Linked DNA regions of Danio rerio: region 2 is linked to region 1. Evidence: chromatin contacts called from public Micro-C data. All regions are on one chromosome and are shown on one strand. The core of a region is the stretch at or near the end of the contact, and the rest is flanking DNA. Distances in the headings are between cores, read along the strand shown.

What was found. A called contact is a pair of places that touch in the nucleus more often than the background predicts.
Region 2: a Micro-C map of caudal fin shows a contact between it and region 1, with 5 times the contacts expected there. The contact joins the promoter of selenot2 here to the promoter of wfs1b in region 1. A contact is called at or near these places in 3 of 18 Hi-C or Micro-C datasets (caudal fin, embryo and hematopoietic stem cells) and 1 of 4 datasets of contacts at active chromatin or transcription factors (embryo).

Annotation. Positions count from the first base shown.
Region 1 is chr14:19,698,537-19,703,527 of GRCz12tu, reverse strand. It overlaps wfs1b (Wolfram syndrome 1b (wolframin)), which reads right to left and starts at 1,880. Exons shown (of 8, transcript XM_679418.9): 1 at 1,720-1,880.
Region 2 is chr14:19,956,436-19,961,796 of GRCz12tu, reverse strand. selenot2 (selenoprotein T, 2) reads left to right here and starts at 3,536. Exons shown (of 6, transcript NM_001098487.2): 1 at 3,536-3,842. The coding sequence starts at 3,658. It also overlaps a transcript of rab33a not described here.

The DNA.
Region 1 (4,991 bases), core at 631-3,130:
CCATCGATGTTAACATGTTTACATGTTGTTTAGTTACATGTACTCGCATTAACGTGTTTCTACAAACTCTCCCGCTGATAGAATAGCTCTCTGTGACTAAACGATGCTTCATCAGTTGCTCAAACCATGTTTTTTCTTAGTTCTAGACTCCTGTCTACCTGTGCCTTTGGAGTCGTGTTAACTCGTGACCCATGCTCATACATGTAACGTAAATAAAGATTTTATCAAAAAAAAAAAAGGAATACAATGACGATATTATTATGCAACATAATGTCTAATATATATAATATATATTTCATATATAATATTATGCAACAGAATATTAGAATGCGATCAGAATATAATAGTCCCATTGACTCGTGTTATCCTGTGTCTACAAAAGTACACGAGCTGATATTTTCTCAGAATAGCTCTAAATGACTACGATGTTCCGCTAAATAAGCATACGTTATAAATCGCATTCTCCTCCCCCCCCCCCCCCCCCCCCCCATTTTATCTGAAAGAGAATTTAAAAAAATCAGGCTACATAAACAAAACTCGTATGTGGATTCGAACCTTCTAACAAAAGAGACACTAGAAAGCAACACATGAGTAATCTAATTGAGCTATCAAGCACTGATGTAGGCTTAGCAGCTTTTAATAATTTTATCGCATGTAAGTTAGCCAAACCATGTTCATATGTGCCTTGATACAGATGTGACCAAGATAATACACTGAAATGTTGCGATTTTCAATTAATATTCTGTTGCATAATATTATATATGAAATATATATTACATATATTAGACATAATATGTTGCATAATAATATCGTCATTGTATTCCTTTTTTTTATAAAATCTTTATTTACGTTACATGTATGAGCATGGGTCACGAGATAACACGACTCCAAAGGCACAGGTAGACATGAGTCTAGAACTAAGAAAAAACATGGTTTGAAAAACTGATGAAGCATCGTTTAGTCACAGAGAGCTATTCTATCAGCGGGAGAGTTTGTAGAAACACGTTAATGCGAGTACATGTAACTAAACAACATGTAAACATGTTAACATCGATGGAAACATGTTAACACGGGTCCACAACCACAGCAAGGCATGTTTTAATTGACAAAAATATTAAAACAGACCGCTTCGTTTGAAGTTCCGAGTAGCTCAGTGAGATAAGTTGATTGATACGTGTGCTAAACCTTTACACTACACGGGTTCGAATCCTGTTGAAGACGTGTAAATTCTAATTTTTTTTTTTAGATTTATTTTGGTTATATACTGTTCTGCTACACAGATATTAAAATCAATAATGCACACAATGACACTGACACCAAGTAATAAGAATCTTTATTTGGTATGGACATGTTTTGTTGCTGTGAAAAAGTGACGAATCTGCCAATCTGCAAACGTGAATAGCTTACATCTGGAAAGGGACACCAGTTAACACGGTCACCAGTTAAACCGTAACACCGGCTGAACAGAAAGTAAACTTCCACTATAGTAAACAAACACACATTTGAGCAAAACTGCGTCAAACGGATCAACAAAGCAACAGGGAGCTAACAAACTCCCAAACACCCCAGCAAAAAAGCACACGTAGCCTGTTTGTAAACGCCTTATTTTTCTCTTTCTTTTTTGTTTTGTTTTACAGAAATACATAATTAAAACTATACAGCGAGTCTTCATTCCCTGACTGCAGTGTAATTTCTGCAGCTTTATTTCTCTTAACTTACCTGAGCTCCTCGATCAGTCCATCATTTGGCAGTGCTGTCCGCACAGCTTTTGGTATTTTAGTCAGACACGATCTAAGTAAAGTAAGTGATGAGAAAAGGCCTGTCCAGATGCAGCTGACTAAATAAACCCTCCTTCCCTGACTGACTGACTGGACCAGAATGTTGACATGTCCTATTCAAGTTCCTGTTGCTGCCTCTGTCGCTTTTCAAAATAAAAGACCTAAAAATAAAATAAAATATATAAAAAATGTATAATATAAATATTTTTTTTAAAAAGTACATACCGATTTCAATATGGGCATTTCATATATGTTGGACATGTATCTTCATCTAAGTGCAATAAAAACTTTAGGTATATCATGTTATGAAATAATGTGCCTTTGTTTTGGCATCTGTATATATAATTGTTGTATGTAAAATTAAATAAAAAAATCATGCATGCTGTTTTTGGTAACTTTAAGCAGCTTTTGAAACGTGACACAAAAAACAAAGAATGAACTGTTGAACACCAGGACACACCATACAGTAGGTCTATGTGATGCTAGTTGCTAATTAAATAATATGTTTATAGGTTTAAACAAAGATGAAGAGGTACTGAAGAATTTTTGCCAGTTAGTTAACTTAAGTTTACATTTACAGTAACTCTAAAACATTAAAAAAAAAAAATCGGCTAATAAACAAGGAAAATGCCACAGAATTCCACAGAAATGCATATATAACTGAATAAAAAATATGATTATATAATTATTTTGAGGGTAACGCATTGGCACAGTGGGTAGCACGTTCGCCTCACAGCAAGAAGGTCGCTGGTTCGAGCCTCGGCTGGGTTAGTTGGCATTTCTGCATGGAGTTTGCATGTTCTCCTGCTTGCGTGGGTTTCCTCCGGGTGCTCCGGTTTACCCACATTCCAAAGACATGCAGTACAGGTGAATTAGGAAGGCTAACATGTCCATAGTGTATGTGTGCGAATGAGTGTGTATGGATGTTTCACAGTAAAGGGGTTGCGGCTGGAAGGGCATCCGCTGCATAAAACATGTCCTGGATAAGTTGGCGGTTCATTCCACTGTGGCGACCACATTTTTATTATTTTTTTGACATTTATTTCCTTATGTGTATATATTTTTTTATAATTATTTATTTATTTAAAGTGTAAGCCACTGACTCAATCACTTACCTTCAGCTTAGTCCTTATTAATCAGGGACTGCCACAGCAGAATTTACCCCCAATTTCTCCATTTCTCTGGTGTATGTTTTATGCAGCAGATGCCCTTCATTGAAAAGAAGAAAAGATTTGTAAACAATATAAGCAGGATTTTAGGAATGTCTGTTTGTTAGCTCCACAATTATCGATCATGGACAATTGAAATTGAAAATGGGATGGCATGCATGTATAATTACAGGTCAGAAAAGTAATTTGTTAAATTGACTCATGTCATATAGCTATAGCTACAGTTTTGTCACACATTTAAAAAAATTGTTATTTCAGATTAGATTTTAAACAGGAAATAGAGGGATTGAAAATGAATGAATAAACAGGGAGTGAATGTGTATTTTTTAATGTGAAGGATGTGATTATTATTTTCAAACAAGAGTAAAATTGTGAATATAAGTGGTAGATTGATTAAGGAATGTGCTGGGCATGCATTTAGGACCAATAGGCTATTTAATGAGATTTTTGTTTTATTCTTTCAACAACAAAAGATAACTGCACTGTTGAAGCAGTACAGTTATTTCTGTACCAAAAAAAAAGGCACATAAACTAGAGGAGTATAGTTAATAGTTTATTTAGTAAGAAACTTATTAATGAATTCAAGTTGGATCGTTTGCTTGTAGGATTTTCTTGTTCAGAGAACACAGGCGTCACGGTCCCTAGCTATCCAGTCTGTGAAGCAGACCAGAGAGGAGCAGAAGCAGGAGACAAAGTAATGATGATAAAGAGATCAGTTTATTGAATGATCTTAGTTGCGTATGATTCAACACTCAGACTTCGTCTGACCAGGATAAATCCAACAAGTGTTTTTATACTACAAGTAACAGCAATGGAAAATTACTGCTTCACAACATTGTCCAGAGACAATACAGACCTTGAAATTGTGACATTCTCTTTTCTCTTACTACTGAAAATAAGTTTTGCTTGAATCCACAGTCATAATATTATAACAATATGGAAAAATGGAAATAATAATGAAGCAATTATTATATTAAAATAGTAATAATAAAATATAAAAACATAATAAAATTAAAATAATTATCAACAATGATAATCAAATCACTAACTAATGATCAATAAAATAATATGATAATTGTATAAATGACTGATGATCATATGATTAAATAAAATATTTAAATTAAGAATAAATGAATAAAAACAAATGAAAATAAAACACAACACAAATAAATAGTTGCTTTCTTGAAACAACACACACACACAAGTTTGCAACAATGATTCTCAGATCCTTAGTTAGATTTTTCAATGTGCTGGGTTTTTCACAATAATTCTTATAATTGACACTTATCACTGTATTTGAAGTAATAGGTGTCATTATGTCTAGAGTGACATAATTTAGAGTTTAACTTTTTTTTATTAATTTTTGAAAGTTATGTGTAATAATAAAAAAAATAGTTTTCTGTGCTGCAGTCAATCTTTGTATACAAATGAATGGCATGGGAAACTGACTTAGAACTTTAATGATAAAGTTAATAATAATATTTAATGATTAAACCAAATATTAAAAGATGAAAAAAAACCTTTTTAGTTTACACTTAAGTTTGTGCGCTTAAAAACACTTAATACAGTAAGTAGCCTTAATCTGAGTTTTGTTAACTTATTGGGTTTATGTCAGTAAAGTTCTTATGTTAGTTATTTTGTATTACCCATGTCGATGTTTTTATAAAGTAGTGATGGGTCGTGAATGATTCGTTCATTTTGAACGAATCTTCAATATGACTCGGGAACTACGAGTCCTCTCAGAGAGTGATTCCTTCATCCGCACGTGCGCTCATTTGTGCAGGTAGTATCGTTAATTTCAAGTCTTCATCACATTGGCAGAAGCCAATCATATGCGTTTAGAGCCAGAAAAAGAATTCATGCGCTCACCTCTATCCTCTATCGGGTCTGAGTCACTCATTCATCACGGGCCAATCATACGGGTTTAGAGCCGGAAAAAGAATTGAACCGTTCATCTCTCGAGTCCTCGGGTTTGAGTCATTCTGTCACGTGATGAACGAACAATATGGCTCCTATCGGCTTAGACTGTGCATTGATTAAGATT
Region 2 (5,361 bases), core at 2,287-4,786, 260 kb before region 1:
AACCAAAAAACAGGTAAAAGAACACATATCAATAAAGGAAAACATATCAAAACAAGTCAAAAATCCAAGTACAGAAACACTAATACTGTTAATTAAAAGCTTGTCCAAGCAGATTTGTCTTTAAACGCTTTTTAAAAAGTTTATCTGATGCCAGATTTCTCAGTGTTATAGGTCCAGAGCCTTGGGGCCACAACACAGAAGGCATGGTCACCTTTAGTGACCAAGTTCTGGGAATGGCCAAAAGGTCTTTACCAGAAGACCTCAGAGACAGGCTATGAGTGACCACGTAAAAAGATCTTGAATATATAGGGGTGCTTGACCATGTAGAGCTCTTTATGTAATGACCAGGATCTTAAAATTTACTTTAAAACTAATCGGAGGTCAGTGACTTAAGCACTTTACTCTTGGTGGCTGTTTGTGCCCCATTGACTTCCATTATAACCACAATTTTTTTTTTATTGCAATGACCATGACATCATACAATCATGCAATTTTTATTGTTGATGGTTTTCCCTGTTGGGAAGAAGTAAAGTTAGTATTTTTTTACTGTTGATCGTCAGTTGGCACAATAAACCCTTTAACTAGGCCTGTGCATTAAAAAAAATCTTGATTTTACATGAGTATAACAGCAAATTATGTGTGTCTGTGAGTGTGTGAAAGTGTGAGAGTGACCTTTGCGCACTTACCTTCATGTGTATGAGAAAAACTAAATATGCATCTCAGCTCTCAGAACTACATGAAGTAAACAAAAACAAAGACTGTATTTATGCACCATCAAATGTGCTTAAAATGAATGTTAATAGGGCAAAAACAGCCACCAACAGTAAATTACACAGAAAAAATTAAAATCTAACAATGTTTCAAAGCCACTGTTGTTACTAATCCTTCTCATGTCCAAGACTGTAATAAAAGGTTAAAAAACAGTCCACAATTACTTTTTATATTGGAAATACCTCATTTTGTGTGATTTCTCTCACCAAATCAGTGACATCATTTGTGAACTTGTCAATTAAAGAGTTTAAAAGTATTTAAAAAAAAAACATTTAGAAGTTTTGATCAGGACTAAGGTTGATTAACAGATTTATGCAAAAATATTTTAAAATTAATGATCTGATGAATTTTTACAGCGGTTCAATTAAGAAGATGTTTTCACCTCTAACATAACAAAAATTGATTGAGAAAAGTAATAGAGGACAAAAAGACTGCATGCAATTATAATCTTCCTGCTGTTATAAATACAAAAATAGGTACATTTGCAATGCAGAGAGGAGTTAAACATGGATTTTGAGTATGTGGAAGGACTCATTTTTCATTGTACTAAATATAAACGAGTGGGAAAGGGCGTAATAAATCTTACCTAGAGTGCTTAGTAATCAGTTATGTTTAAATAAATAGAGGCTATAGATTGTATTGGACTGGGGCTCACATTTACAGAATAGGCACAGAATAATAAAAGAATATATATATATATACATGTTTAAATGTTAATTAGGTATAACAAGAAAAATGTAAAACATTAATCTATTATTTCAATTTAAAACTGGTAAAATTAGGCAAAGAAAATGCAAAATACATCACATGATAGGTGACCAAAATGATTGAAATTAATAGCCATGTCAGTGTATTTGGAGTTTAAAAATGTATATATTTATGGCTATAGCAAGTTTAAGCATTAAGTTGTTTTATTTATTTTATTTTATTTTATTTTTTTTTTTGTGTGTGTGTATTTTACATATTTATTTACTTATTACTTACTTATTTAACCAGGTCCTATTGGGATACAATATCTCTTCTACCAGGGAGTCCTGATCAAGCTACTGTAGGCACCATGACACAGTTGAAGAAATACAGGATATCACATATAACTCGCAAACACACAAAACAAGGTTCTTAAAATAGTATAACTATAATCAATTATTAATCTATTGTTAGCATGATTTAAAATTTTGCCAGCATGTTTTTTTTTTTTTTTTCTCATGGCAGCATGGTGGCGCAGTAGGTAGCACAATCGTGTCACAGCCAGAAGGTTGCTGGTTTGAGCCCTGGCTGGGTCAGTTGGCATTTCTGTGTGGAGGTTGCATGTTCTCCCCATGTCCGCATGGGTTTCCTCCAGGTGCTCTGGTTTCCCAAGGACATGTGGTATAGGTGAATTGGGTAAGCTAAATTGGCGGAAGTGTGTGTGTAAATGAGCGTGTATGGATGTTTCCCAGTGATTGGTTGCAGCTGGAAGGGCATCCACTGCATAAAAACATATGCTGAGTAAGTTGGTGGTTCATTCCGCTGTGGTGACCTCGGATTAATAAAGAGACTATAAAAAATAAAATGATGAATGAATGTTTTTTGCACAAATTAGCAGGTTGCTAACATTTTAGTACGTTATTGACATTTCAGCAAGTTGCTAACATATTTAGGACATTGTTAGTTTATCAAAGTTATGGCTAAAGTCTTCCAGCTTTAAAGTCTTCCTAGCAGGATTAAGCATGTTGTTACAATGTTTTTCTTTGTTGTGATGCTACCAAGGCTAATGCTAGCATGATTCTGAGTTTTGCTATCATGTTTTAACATGATTTAGAATTGGTTGCTAGCATTTAGTTAACATGTTTTAGGATTTTGTTTGTATTTCAAAGTTTAAGAAATTGAAAATGAAATTATTAGGCAAAGTCTTCAGGTTTCAAATGTTTTGTCCAGATTTCCACAATCAACACTGAGGTCACTGATGTGTTGTGGATAGAAAAGTGTAATAGAAAAGCCGAAGAGGAACCAAATGCAAACAAAACACAAGAACACAAAGTCAAAACACAAGTCCAGACATGGGTATTGCCATAAGCTAGCAAGACAAGACAAAAAACTAAGGTAATGCACAGACACAGACACAGACACACACACACACACACACACAAACAAAAAAAAAAAAACAGGCAAAATGGTTTCTGAAATATTTGCCTGAAAGGCAACACCAAGTCAACTATTAAAGAGGATTTACCCCTCAGCTTATTTAATTGGTCAATTTGCACTCAAAAGTATTTTTATTTTTGGACTTTCAAATTAAATTTCAAATAAAAATGAAGGTCTACTCATCATTTACTCAATTGGCTCTAAATTTTCATGGTTTAAATGTCATAACCATCAAAATATCTTCTTTTGTGTACAACAGAAGAAAAAAAACTCCAACAGGTTTCTGACAATTAAGTGAAGGTTGAGTAAATGGTGAGATAATTTTCAGTTTTGGTAACTTAGCCTTTTACATCATACTGTAATTTGCAATCAATGACAATGTAGCTTTAACATTATGCGTATGTTAGAATATTATATCATCGATTTATAAGCACTTTTTAAATAATATAATTAATTAAACTAAATTACATTAAGTTATTTATCATCACTTGTTCGTTTATGTCATGTGCTTTATTGAACACAGTGTGGCGTGCTGGAGCTGCATCAACGGGTTGATGAAACACTTCACCAATAGATGTCGCCCTGAACATGTTCTCCTGCATGACTCAGCGTGGAAGACTTTTATTTTGAAATGCAACCAGTCACTTTATCCTGATTTTGATTTTTTTTTGTGAAGTACCAGTTCAGCGGCGGCGGCAGCAGCGACAGCAGCAGCTACAGCGGGTCTGTGGGTTCGGTTTGTGGCTGAGGACGGGCCCGGAGATGGCGGAGTACAGTCAGACGGGTATATTAACGGCCCTGCTGCTGTTCACAGTGGTGACTGTGAAGGATATTTATGTGGGCCGCAACAGCGTGACTCAACAGGAGAACACTGGACCCGACATAAACACACAGCGACAGAATAAACACACGTTCTACACGGGACCTGTCCTCAAGTTCCAGTACTGGTGAGAGACTGTACATACATTAATGCCATTTTTATGTTTTAACACTTTAAATATGTATATTAGCTGCTATGCTAACGGCTAATGTAGCGTATGCGAATAATAATAATAATAATAATATTACATATTCTGATGTATTAAATGGATAAATATATAACATGAATAATTATAATGTGTAAAAATCTATTTGTTTGTATTACACATAGGATGAACTGACAAAATGTGGTCTGTGTTTCTTGATTTGACTGTCAAAAAGCAAATCAACCACCCCTGTAACGTTAATATAAGTTATTAATAATAAGGAATATTTCTACAACGTAACGTATTAATGTTTGTATACAAAATTAGCATATTTGCTGCAAAAAGTGAGCATCTTGTAATTTAAAAATGTGTTGAAATAAGAAGATTATATTGTAAATCTGCTTAAAGCCAATATGAGATTACGCTGCACTTTTCAGAGCACAATCTATGCAGAAATCCATATAACGTTAATTTGATTTTAGTTGAACATTTGACACTTATTTCTGCCAAATGTACTTTCAAAATAAAAGGTACTTGACATCTTCACCAAAAATAAGAAACCTTCATCCTCCATGTCTGAACATTTTGTCTTCAAAAAGCAAGAGTTGAGGTGTGTAATATCCTCAAGAAGTACTGTGTGTTGTTTTTGCTGTTTTCAGTAGTTTGTACTTTTTCTGATAGAAGTAAAATTGGTTTTATATTCGCACATTCAGATATTCTCCTTAATAATGTAATTTCATAAAAGTATTATTTGCAGACTCTAAATAGCGAAATCGTTCAAGCAGCCAATGACTATCAAAGTACAGCATTGTTCACAGTCAAATAAACTGTGTTAATGTTGTTTTCAAGTCACACTTGCAGGTTATTTCAGATGGAAGATTCAAAATGCTGTGCTAAACAATTTAGGAAGCGTTTCACAAGTTGTCACTGTACGAATGTGTGAATATAAAACCAACTTTACCTCAATCTTTGGCTCTATGGTTTTGAAACTTTTCTTTAATATACATGGTTCTCATACTTCTTAAAAGTACTTGAACGCACTTGAATTTTAGACATGAATAGCCTTGAAAGTGCTTGAATTAAATTTAAAATAAAATTTGTTTATGGTTTTATTTAAACAATTGTGCTCAGTTGTCAAAAACAACAAAAAACTGAGACATTCTTAAATAAAAATTTGTGAATTTAATTGTTGTACAATAGCACTGACAAATAATGCACATTTCATTAATATTTTAGAAATTACTTTTGAATATTAACAGTATTTATTTTAACAAACTTTATTAAAGGTGAACATGACCCTATTAGTTTTTGAAAATTAATCTGACATTATTATAATATAAATATTAGGTGGAATATTAAGTACAGTTTGGTCTTTCGTGGTGCTGCATGTGGATTACAACTGTGTTTGGTTAAAAAAATAATGATGCTTTAAAAAGTCATTGAAAGGCCTTGAATCTGCTGTTCGTGAAAGTGTGGAAACCCTGAATATATATTGCAATAA